Linked DNA regions of Sminthopsis crassicaudata: region 1 is linked to region 2. The links are chromatin contacts, called in public Hi-C maps. All regions are on one chromosome and are shown on one strand. Each heading gives the region's core, a stretch centred on a gene start, on an enhancer-like site or on the middle of the called end of the contact. The rest is flanking DNA. Distances are from core to core; before and after follow the strand shown. Region 1 holds the start of ZPR1 (ZPR1 zinc finger). Region 2 holds the start of SIK3 (SIK family kinase 3).

Region 1 (6,094 bases), core at 3,160-5,659, 340 kb before region 2:
AGTCCTCAGGTTTACTGAAATCTGATACTCCACAGCTTACCCTTCGGGCTGGTTGATCCTGTTCCAAACCAGAGATGGCACGACTAATTAATCCTTCAACAGTGGTCAGAGCTGATGAAAAACATCAAAGGAGGAAATGTCAGCTATCTTGGATTTCATTGCCCACCTAAGCATTCCATTCACCAACAAAGTTCAATGCTGACCACAGAAGGAACTGACAATATACTAAGAAAAAATTGATGTATATTTTCTTTGTTTGGGATAGTCCCAATACACTCAGACTTACCTCCTTTTTGGCTGAAAGCAGGAATCTCAAAGTCTAACTCTGGGATCCTTGCCGTGGCACAATCTGTTTTTACCACCTCTCGGTTCATGTCCTGAGCATAAAGATAAGGTCGCAGACCGTAACTAACAGCAACATTGCCTCTCCCCCCAGACCCAAAGATGGGGAGCTACAATTTGATTCCTACAGTTTTCATTTCAATTAATGTAACAGCTTCAGAAGAGAATTTAGCAGAAAATAGGATGATCTAATACAATGAACACTTAGCTGTTGAGATGGTGGTATAGGAAGGGTATGCTGTCAAGGGCCTTTCTAGAATAAATAATGCTCAGCATGAACACCTGCCCTCCCCTCCCAACTTACCTCAGGGACCCTGACAGACAAGGTATAGCGCACACCCTGTTCCTGGATCCTGCCTGCAGACTGAATCTCTGTGTTGGACCAGCCACAATGTTCACAGGAGAAAGAGCTCACAATGATCTCTTTGAAGAAGGGAATCTTGGTTAGCAGAAGGCGAGTTATCCCCTAGATGGATCAGACCCCAGACAAAAAAAACAGTGAGGCTCCTTCCCCAAAATTTCCTATCCCCACATATCTCCAGACTGGACCCCAGGAGCAAGTCCTCAGAATCATCTCCCACCTCACTCCCCAATGTCTTCTAAAATTTCTAGTTTCTTTCCTATCTTAAAAAGAGGTATTTAAACCCTACCATTCCCTTGAGCTATGCAAAAGTCGGGTAAAAAAGAAAGATCTCCGATCATCAATTCTACCCATCTGTCTCTTTTCAACCCCTTGCAATCTGGCTTGTGACTCCAAGTCTGAAACTTCTCTCCAAAATCCTTTTTTCTACTAAATCTAATGGCCCTTTTTTACTGCTCATCTAACCTGAACTGTCTGCAATATCTGAACGTATTTACAACCACATCTTCAATAGACTCTCCCCTGCCTGTCCAGCCTGTCCTTTTCAGATTCTCTGCCCCTAACTTGGCAGAACACTAATCTCTAACCACTTTCCTCACCTGTAAAATGAAAATGAGAAAGATGTAAGAATGGGTCTCCAAACTTCTATCCTGGGCCCCCTTCACTCACTGAACATTCCTCCTCAGTCATCTTATTGGCTTTCACAGATTAAACTACAACCCCATTGCAGATGACTCCGAATCCATGTTTCCAGCCCTCGTCTCTCTCCTGAACTCAAGTCCAGAATCTCCACCTCAATGCCTCAAATCTGATTGCCAAACCCATTCTCTTTCCTAATAAACCCACTTCTCCTCTAGCTTGGGAGTTATCTTTCATCCTCAACTCCTTTCTCTCACCACACACATGCCTCACATCTAGTTTTCTTACTCTTCTCAATTCTGTCTCCACAACACTTCACATCCTTTCCTTTCTCCACCCACAATACAAATACCCTAGTTTTTAGGTCTCCATAGCCTCTTGCCCAGACTCTCAAAACAGCCTCTTAATTGGTCTTCATGCCTTTTTTCTCCAATCCATACTCCGTACAACTGGAAAATGAATATTCTTAAAGCACAGATCAACTGTATCACTTTCCAAGAAGCTCCAAGATTCTACAATCTTTAAACTAGGGTTCCCAGTTATCTCCCCCTCCCCCCAAGAAAAGTACCTAGGATTTTATTATGAATAGATTTCAGGGAGTACATGAAGCTGAATGAAGATCTCCAATTTGAAATTAAGCATTTCCTTCAATTATGACAGTAATTCTAGTATGACCAGTACCTGTGACTGTCACCGATAAAAGTCACAGATATTTTCATGCCCCATCACATTGTATTCAGATCCCAAAATAATGTTTGTGCCAATTACTGGTTACTACACACTATTAAAGTGACTGCCGGCTTCCTATTCACAAACTGCGCTTCCTTGGTGGTCCCACATGTTTTACATTGGACGTTTAAAACCTCTATTCTGAGGAGCCCACTGGTCTTATGAGTGCCGAAGAAAAGCTGACACAAAACAATAAAATTCAAATTCCGGTTAGGAATTTTGATCTCAACATCTGGGTGGAGACCATCTTTCCAGGATGAGAATCCATCATTCTCCCTCAAACACTTTTTCGCCAGCCAAACTCACCACCCCGACTCTCAGCATTCCTGGCTCCCCCCTCCCGAGAGCCGCTTCCTGACGGAAGAGACCGTTCCAGACGCCCCGGTTGGGGTGTTCCCCTCCACCCGAAAGCTTTTGAACTTGCTTGACAGAACCCAGTGTTTACTTGGAGAGGTTATATTTCCTTAGCTGTCACCGCACGTAGCACACAGCAAGCGCTTAATAAATGCACCTGCGGCTGTCCCCTTCTATCAACACCCAGACCCTCGGCTACTACAAAAGCAGTCCCGGCGCGTCTGAAGGAATCTGGCTCATCAAAGTCTGGCCCCGGCCGTCCCCAGCCCCCGGCCTTACGTTGCCATAACAATTCATGCACAGGGACTCGATCTCCGTAGGCTGCTGCTCCTCGTCCTCAGCGCTGATGGGATGGAAGAGATTCCCGGAAGCGAGGGCGGGGCCCCCGGGAGGCCCGGAGGCGGCGGCTGTGGCGGACCCCGGCCCTACCCCGGCCGCGACACCAGGATCCAGCGCCCGGAGAGCCGACATCGCCACCACGTTAGTTCCAGCCGCCTCCGCTTCCGGCTTCCGCTCCGTAGGCGCGGCCACACCTCCCTTTCATAGAAACTTCCGGCGTGTGAAGATTACTGCCCCGTCTTAAAGGGCCCGCTGGAATATAAAAGCTTTTGGAGAGACGGGAGAAAATACGCATATCCGCCGGAAGTGACTGAGAAAATGCATATACCTGCCGGAAGTGCCTGTAAAGAGACGCTAAGGAAAGAAGGGAGGAGGCTAATGGTAGCTCCGCCCATGCTGCGTCGAGATCTAGGCATTTCCCCTCCCACTAAGTTTTTCCCGGGTCTGTTCGACTGTGCTTGCAGTCTTAGGCACCCCATACACACACACTTCCAAGTTAGAGTGGGAGTCCTCCTTTCCTCGTGAACCCTTCCTTCCAGATTTTCCAGAGGCTGCCTTTGCGCCGAAGCCCCAGGCCCGGGCTATATTTCCCGGGCTTCCTGGTGCCCGCGCGGGGCCCGGAGGGAGAAGCGGCCTCTCTTTCGGGGCCGGCGGCCGCAGCCGCCCGCCTCTCCCTCTTGGTTTCCCAGTCTGACCTCGGACCTCCGCCCATAACTGAGTCCCCTGGCCGGGGGTCCCCGCTGCTCGCAGTTCGGGCTGTTCCCTCTGGGCATTACTGCAGGGAAGAGAGGGGCGGGTGTAAAACCGGGAAGAGCCGCCTTCGGATGCTCCCTCACTTCTTCCCTCTGCCGAGAATGGAGATAACGGAAGCTCCCGGCGTCCCGGGAGGTCCGGACCCCCGCTGCCCTTCACCGCACTGCTAATCCTTCACATGGTCCCCCACTCGTCCGCCCCTCCAGTCACTCTTGCTCCCCCAGCCCCAGGAGACAGCGGGCACAGTGTCAGCACCCCCGGACAGCACCTTCCCGGCCCGGTGCCCCGCCCATTTTCCGGGCTTCCTTCTTTCCCGGAGCTTTCTTCTTCCTCCTTGGAAAACAAACCCACAAGCCCCTCCTCCCCGTCAGCCCGAGCCGGCTCCTTCCGTAGGGGTCTGCCGTCCACCGCGGCCCAACCTCAGCTCCTCCCCAGCCAGCCTCCCTGAGGAAGGGCCCCAACTCCGACACTCCCAGAGGGAGGAAATCCGCCTCGGACAGGGGCCGCCCGCCCCAGGGGACCAGACAAGCCGCTCCATTCTGTTCCCCGGGCAAAAAGGATCCCAAGCCTAGCCAATTAAAGGAACTCGTTCAGTCCACTCAAATTCCGGCTCGCCGATGCCCAGCTGGTGCAGGAGCCAGCCCGGGACTCCCCCTCAGCTGGTGGCCAAAGCGCCGGTTACAGAGAGCCAGCGGAGCACCCTCTCCCTGCAGAGGGCTAACAGGCCAGGCCAAGGAGCCCGCTGGGTAATACAGTGCCGCCCCCTCTACCCTAACCAGACCTCGTGCCTCTGTCAGGACTTCTAACCTTACTCCCAAACCTCCAATAAACCTCTTTTATCAATCCAGGTTTCCGGGTCTGTAAATTCCTTTACAGGGACTCTGCGCCGCCAGAAGGGGGCTCCCCAAACTCCCTGCCATGTGCCGAATCCCGAGGGGTGCAGGGGAGCTGAACCCCGAACCTGCCACTAGACCTCATCATCTAACTCCCTGACCACCGGGAAACCTCATCTCATTTGGTCCCTAAATCTAGACCTTATCATCGCTACAAAAGGGAGCCCCCAAACCTAAACCTCATCATAGTTTTGGTTCCCTGACCAAACAGGACCCAGAGCCAGACATCACTGGCGACTGAACCGAACCCAAAAGCTCTGGGCGAGGTAAAAAAGCCTTTTCTCTAGCTTGCAGAATTCCTTTATGGGGACCCCTGTGGTCTCTCTCTCTAGGTTTGCTTTCCACCCTACAGCCGGTCTCTGACAAATTCCTCCTGGCTCAGGGAGCACTCCCTCCTGCTCTCCTCCTGCAGAGAAGGGCGGGGTGCCAGTGTGTGGGGACCCCGGCTAGAGGCGGCCGAGGAGCTATTGAACCGAGGACACCAAAGCTTTTTTTCCTAGAAAGTCAAGCACCTCAGTCTTTCTGGCGAAGGCTGACTTGACGGTTGGCTCAGGTAAGCCCCCACCCTTCTACAGCAGGGAGAGACAGCTGGACACCCGGGGCATGGTGGAAGCTGTCTGGAGCTTCCCCACTCAGCCTGGGGAGCTCGGGGCATAAAATCCTGCAAACTGACAAAAATTAAAGTTGTCCTCATATCTTTCTCTCTCTTCGGGACACATAGAGAATGAAAAAGCCATAGAGTTGGAAAGCTTGGGGCTTGGGGCCTGCTCCTCTCCCCTTTAGGCTGCCTCTTAGAAAAGCAGAGACTCTCGGCTTGAGAAAAAACCTCAAAACTTGAACCCTGATTAGGTTAGCTGAGAGGGTCCCAATCTCCCCCCAACTCCCTGGAGTCCAAGGAGCCCTGGAAGGAGCTTCTTCGCCTCTCAGTGCACCAGCAGCCAAGACACAGCCGGTCCCCCCAGCCTTTTCGGGGTCAAGGCCAATATACTACCGCCCAAACTGGAGGAGCCCATTTTCAGCCCTCGATGTTTCTCCCACTCTGCTGTTAGGAACAGCTCTTGGTTTTTTTAACTCTCTCACCTGAACTAAAAGCTGAGGCTCCCAGCTCTTTTCTTCTCAGGGCAACTTCGGCCTCCCGGGAAAGACGCTCAGAGCAGAGGTGCCTTTTAATGCAAATCCCTCCCAGACTTAGGTGGGGAACCCCGGAGGTTCGCTCGTGCTCTAGGTGTCCCGGAAACTATCCGAGGAGACCCCAGTCCCCGTCCTGAGTTCGGATAGGGGAAGCCCGGAAGGAACTTTCCACGATGGCAGCGAACACCACAGGGGTCGACCTGCTACCCCCCATCCTGCTCTTTAGCAGGAATCTGGGGGTTGGCCCAGTCCTCCCTTGCCTTGCTCTACCAGGACAGCCAGAACTCCTCCCGGAGATAAGCTGGGTAAGACTGCTACTTTGCTCTTGCTCTGGCCCCCTGGTCTCTCCCACCCTTCCCCCATAAGAGTGGGGATAGCAGGGGGGCCTCAGGACATGTCGTAATGACGAGGTCTAGATTTGGGGCACCTAAATGAAACTAGGGTTAATTGAGGTCTAGTGGCAGGTTCGGGGTACAGGGAGTCAAATAGAGCTCCCCTGCAACCCCTTTGGATTCGGTGCAAGGATACAGAGTTAAATAAGGTCTAGTGGCAG
Region 2 (6,037 bases), core at 2,665-5,164:
ATAAATAACTACTTACCATGTTGCACCTAGAAAGCCTCAAGTCCTAGAGAAGGAGGAGGAAGGGAGAGAGGCAGGGCTATTAGCCAAAGCATGGCCCCTCTTGGACGTCCCCTTCCACTAGTCTTTCTGCACTGACACTAGAAGCTCTGCAATCTAGGTGCCATTAAGTCTAGTCTAATAAATGCTGCACTGCAAAAGGAACCTGCAGATGTGGGGAGGATCCATCTGCTCTTCTGATTTGATTCCTCACAATGTCTCCAATCTAGGAACTGTGAGAGTTAACAAAATAAATTGAGAAAGGTCTAGACTAACTGATCTTTGTTCAGTAATGCCTGGTTTAAGCAATAAATTAAGCTTATTTTAGCTTCTTGTTCTTTCTCATGAGCAATACGTTCTTGAAATGTGAGAACAAAAATAATCCCACTGTTCAGAAAATAAATACTTATACCTACCCCCTCTCAAAATAAAGTCTGGACTGTTCACCTCTAACGATGCTATAGGAAAAAAGTAGAGAAAAGCCCTCACACTTCTTGAACTTTTCTCAAAGGCCATACTAATTTAAGGAAAAATTATACTGATGAAGACCTTTAAAATGGCTATCTTCTGTTCTGAGTGACCTGACTAGGCAATTGCTGCAGTAGATAGATAAAAATCTATCCACTTGAGTAACACAAGCAGTAGCTTCTTCAACTTTTAATACCTGTGCATTTTTAGTACCATTATATAACAAAATTATGACCATAATAGCATATTATATTATATATCAACATCCCTTAAACACATCTAAGTTGTCAACATTTGAAATCCCTTTCCAAAGTGAGTCACATTCATCTCTCCCCTTAAATACATAGCAATTCTAAGCAGTTACTTATATTTTCAGAGTAACGTAAGCAACAAAAGATAGGTCCCTTGTAACAGTAACTGGGAAATTACATGATACTATAGAACAGTAATAAAATAAACACAAACTAGTAAGTTATACAGTCCTATCACGTATGCAAATTATTGTCCAAGTCATTTAGGTCTCATTCAAGACTGAATATTTCCATCCAAAGAAATTGCTTAACTCTAGACCACAAATGAGCAAAAATAAAAACCAACATAAATGATAACACCCTCTTATAAACAATCTGATGTTTTAAAATATTTTGGAACCCTAAAAGTTACCAAAGACAAGGGAAGAACGATGGAAAAAATAATAATACTGGAAAATGAGAAAGCAAGAAGATAAATGATTACTGACCTCCAATTTTGCTGATTGCTTAAGATAGAAATGCTCATTATCAAAAAGAATCAAATATCTGCAATTATGTTTATGACACTAATTTAGTCAATATTTAGGGAATCAAAAGCTAGGAGATAAAAAATTCTTTAAATCACAGATATTATAAAATAAATTAGTTCAAAGAGTTTATCCCACAAGAGCCAACAGAATACAAAATGATCAGTTAACAGTGAAAAAAGGTAATTCTAAAACAAGATAACTAGGCATGAACTGCTAAAATTATTTGTGCTAGTGGTAAAAGAGACTGGTGAGTTTAATTGACCTAGGCTGCAATTCAAGCAAACCCTCAATTTAGGGAAACAGTTGTAGGATTTCATTTTACTCTGATCTCAAGGGCCAAGGATGAAAACTAAGAAAAAGTTTGAAGGGAGTCCCCTAGAGGAAGTGAAACTGACCAATCAATTCTCTCCCAGCTATACACCCAGGAGAGGAAGGGCTCTTGTATTCTTTGACAGGAAAAAGAAAAAAAAAAAAGGAACTTCAAGGTTGCAAGGGAGCTAGAGAAAAAAGGCCCAGATAAACCACTAATTCCTGAAAATAAATGTCTTCACTACAATAATAAGCAGAGAGAGAAGATAAGTGAAAAAAGAATCTAAGGGAATGAGGGAAAACTAAAAAACGAGGTTTTGGCAGAAGAGTCAGTAACCATGGGGGTTCGAATCAAGTCACAAGTTAAAGTGGAGAAAAATAAACAGAATGACTGTGTATATTCTAAAGCCCATTAGTAGTCGGAAAATTTGGACTCTTGGTTCTATCAGCTATATGACCTTAGGCAAATCACGTGGGTTTCTTTGGGTCCCATCCCCCCCCCAATGACTCAGTTGGCCTGGATTAGTGATTTTTAACCTTTTTTGTGTATCATGAACTTCTTTGTCAGCCTGCACTTTCTTAGAATGCTCTTAAATGTATAACATCAAATACACTGCTTATAAGAGAAACCAATGATACCGAAATGATTCTCAATATATTAAAAGTTTTAAGTTCAAAGATTTCCTGAAATCAATCCCACAGATCCCATGGGGTTTCAGGGACCCAAGGATTGGAACTTCTGGTGAAATTATCTGCAGCAGAAAATTCAAGTGAGAATGACCCAAGAAAATAAGGACCTAAGAGACTGAGAATCTCAGAGAAAAACAACAGGCTGTTTCCTGGCAACAGAAAAGATGGGAGTTTGTAAGCTCTATCAAATTCAAAAAAATCCACCTGATTTCAAATTCAAACAATGCCCAAGAGAGGAGGCTGCAGGAAGGTGCTGCTCCTCCTTTCTCCAAAAGAGAAATGGGGGGGGGGGGGGAAGAGGGAACCAACATCCACCTGGGGGAGGTGAAACCCGCAACACTGATACCCCTGTTCCAACAAACTCCCCACTGCCTTGGTGAAAGGCTACTTCCCTACTGATGCGCACCCCAACCCCAACGCTTAACCCCAGGTTTCCTTTTCCCTTGCCCTGGAAGAACCTCTCCTCAAATTCCGCCGCTATCTTCCCAGGCACTATCTCCTTGAGAAATCAAGACTCACGGAGTGCCATGTCCACATTCCCTATCTCTGGGTCCTTCAGGAAGTGGTCGCCCCCTTTCCAGACCCGTACAGGCAGGTACGGCGCTCTCTCCTCCGTGAATCTAACCCCCCACCCCGTGCCCGACACCCTGACATTCTGGGTCACCTCGAACCTCTTAGCCCTGGATCCGACCCCACTGATGACACCCCAAGTCCAGGGTCAATCTGTTCGCCAATTACCCAGAGTGGGTCCGATCCCCTGCTTCCCACCGCTCCATCACAACGGGGCAGGGGGCGCTGAGCCTCGGTCTCCCACGCCAAGCGCTTTTCAGGCTGGGATGACCCCTCTACGGCCCCCGCGCCCCCGTCAGGGGCATCTCCCCGTTTCCTGAAAGACCATCCCGCGGTCCTCATCTCCTCCCAGCCCCGGGCACCGGGTGGTCCTCCGGCCCCCGCCAGCAGGGGCTGCCGGGCTCCCGGGCGTCAGCAGCTCCCGGGGCTCCCCGCGGACGCGTCCGCCGGCCCCCCGGGCTTCCCCGCTTCCTGGTCCCCAGTGACTTCCCCTCGCTTTTCTGCAGCCGGTGTCTCTCTCCCCGTCTCGCCCGCCCCCACCTCCCAGGCGCGAGCGCTCCCGCTGCCCCGGGTCGGCGCCTGCCCTTCACACCTCTGGCCTCTCGCCCCGTCCCCCGTGCCCGCTGCCCCCCGCCCCGGGGCGAGAGCGCCCCTGCCCCCGCCGGCTCCTCGCCGCTCCCCCTGGCTCCGCCGACGCAGGCTAGCCGGCAGCTCCCGCCGGCCCGGCCCGGCTGCACGCCCGCACAGCCCCGCGCCGCTCACTACCTTGGCCTTGGTGACGAGGTGCGTGGCCCGCTTGACCACGGCGAAGTTGCCCTTGCCGATGGTGCGGTCGATCTCGTAGTAGCCGATACGGGCTGGCATCGGCCCGCGGGGGGCCGGGGCTGGGGGGCGCGGGGTGCCGGCAGAGGGCACCGGGGCGGGCGCAGCCGGGGGTCCGGCAGCTGGCGGGGGCAGCAGACGAGCGGCCGGACCGACTCCCCCGGCCCCGGCCCCAGCAGCCCCGCCAGCTCCGCTTGCCGCCGCCGCCGCCATCTTGTTGTGCAGAGAAACCTCCGGGACCGCGGGGAGCCGGGAGGGGGGCAGGGGGGCGGGAAAGGAGGGGGAAGCGGGGAATACGTCACTGGGTAGGCGGGGCTCCCGCGCCGCCCGGCGCCCAGCGCCATGGCAACCGTTCGTCACGTGCCGATTCGCGTCACTGCCCGGAGCCATGGCAACCGTGACGTCATCGGTGCGCTCTGCCTCCCCGCGTGGGCCCAGGTTTGCTGGGCGCCGGCTCCCAAGCGCCCTCCTCTGGGGCCCAGGCTGCGGCTACCCGGAGCGTGCCAGCCAAGTTCCAGTTACAGTTCGCTCTGTCCACGTGACTCGTCTTCTCCAAAAGACCTCCCTCACTCCCTCCCCGACCTCACCACGCTTCCAGAAATCATCCCCGTGTTTGACACTGGTTCCCACCCTCTCCTCCACGTGTGCCCTAGATTTCACGGGGACCCTGCCGGGGCGTCTCAGAGTGATGTTTAGCCCGGCCCACCATCGGCGGGGTTACCCACCTCGGCCACTGCACCAGCTGTGTGACGGGGCAACTTGTTTCAGCGCTGCGGCCTCAGTTTCCTCATCAGTAAAATAAAACCCGCGGAGGAGATGACCTCTAAGTTCCCTTCCTGTTCTAAAAATTCTGTTTCTCCTCCAGTGACTCACGACCCACTCACCACTTAACCCCTCTGCAATCTCACACCGCCCCCACCTCTCTCCAGAAACTGCTTGCTGTGAGGTCACCGGTGACCTCATTGCCAAATCCAATTAATTACCTTTTCTCAGTGAGCAGCATGGTGTAATGGAAGGGCTCGGTCACTTCACCGGCTTTGTGACCTTGGAAAAGTAACTGCCTCTCCTCACAGCCTGTTTCTTCATTCATTTGGAATCTATTTAATTTCCTTTCATTCACCTCTGAAATACTTATCTCTTACTCCCTTTAACTGCTCCTTTTCCTTCTCCTGACCCCTAATGAGTGTGCTCTCCCAAAACCCTCCTCCCCTTCCGGGATTTTATTTGCGTACAGATTTCAGTTACACTTTTGGGGTGTACATCACTCCGCCTTTGTCTATAGTCTAATCTTTTCTGCAGTACCTCGCGTTTTCTACCAGCACCTCAGATTCAGAACCCAGAACCAAAGGCGCCCCCTTTCCTATACAACTACCTCCTTTTAACAGTCTGGGGAGACTCCAAACCAGCGCCTTACCAGCCACCGCTTAGCAGATGCTGTGTTACCTCTTCTGTGCACCTCACCTCCCGTTTCCTTTGTCCATTACCGCTGTCTGACCAGACTAGGCCCTCATCACCTCTCACCCAAGCTGTCACAGCTGGCCTCCCTGCAATGTTCGCTTCCTTCAGGTCATCCTGCACCCAGAGCGAGACTTACACGTTCCAAGGTGCTCTATTCAGACCTGCTCCTGTTCCAGCAAGTTTGTAACTCATTTTCCTGAATCCGGCCTCAGACATTGACATGCTGGGTGACTGACAAATCACAGTTCTATTTGCCTCAGCTGCAAAGAGAGCTGGAGAAGGAGACGGCCTATCACTGCAGCGCTAAGAAAGCTGCAAACAGGGTCACAGGAGAATCAGACAAGGCTGAAATCAGCTCCATGGGGAAATGAGATTGTGAGACCTGACCTAGGAGCAGCAGCCCATTGACCATCCAAGAACAGAGAGCCTGCAACTAGTGATGGTCCCTGAGCAGAGGATGGCTCTGGTCATTAGGATCCCAGGGTACCATGGGAGAGAAAGAAGCAACAAGCTTCTGTGGTCAAGTTAGACCTCTGAGAACAGTCTCCTGGGAGGTTCTGGCAGCTCCACCTGCTGCTCCTTTTCTTCCTCCTCCTCCTCCTTTTCCTCTTCTTTTTCTCCTCTTCTCTTCTGCTGTTCCTCCTCCTCCTTCTCTCTGTCATACCTATTCACTGAATAAGCACAAAACTAGACTACCCTCTGGCATTTCCTGCTGCGTTTACCAATCCCTACCTTAATTTTATTTCTTTTCTAAAGTTTAGCTTCTAAATGCTCTGACGTCAGGTTTCTGATTTCATCATGCAAATGAAACCACCCTCTCTTTCCAAAGTTAACCAAGGCCTCTTAATCGCCAGATCCTGAGTTCCCAACCTTCTTGTTCACTTTGTAACATCTGACATGAAT

Evidence for each region. A called contact is a pair of places that touch in the nucleus more often than the background predicts.
Region 1: a Hi-C map of hippocampus shows a contact between it and region 2, with 3 times the contacts expected there. The contact joins the promoter of ZPR1 here to the promoter of SIK3 in region 2. A contact is called at or near these places in 2 of 2 Hi-C or Micro-C datasets (fibroblasts and hippocampus).

Annotation. Positions count from the first base shown.
Region 1 is chr3:518,079,361-518,085,454 of ASM4859323v1, reverse strand. ZPR1 (ZPR1 zinc finger) reads right to left here and starts at 4,409. Exons shown (of 15, transcript XM_074304193.1): 1 at 4,325-4,409; 2 at 2,705-3,118; 3 at 647-808; 4 at 287-377; 5 at 41-111. The coding sequence starts at 2,896.
Region 2 is chr3:517,743,236-517,749,272 of ASM4859323v1, reverse strand. SIK3 (SIK family kinase 3) reads right to left here and starts at 3,914. Exons shown (of 24, transcript XM_074304183.1): 1 at 3,620-3,914. The coding sequence starts at 3,889.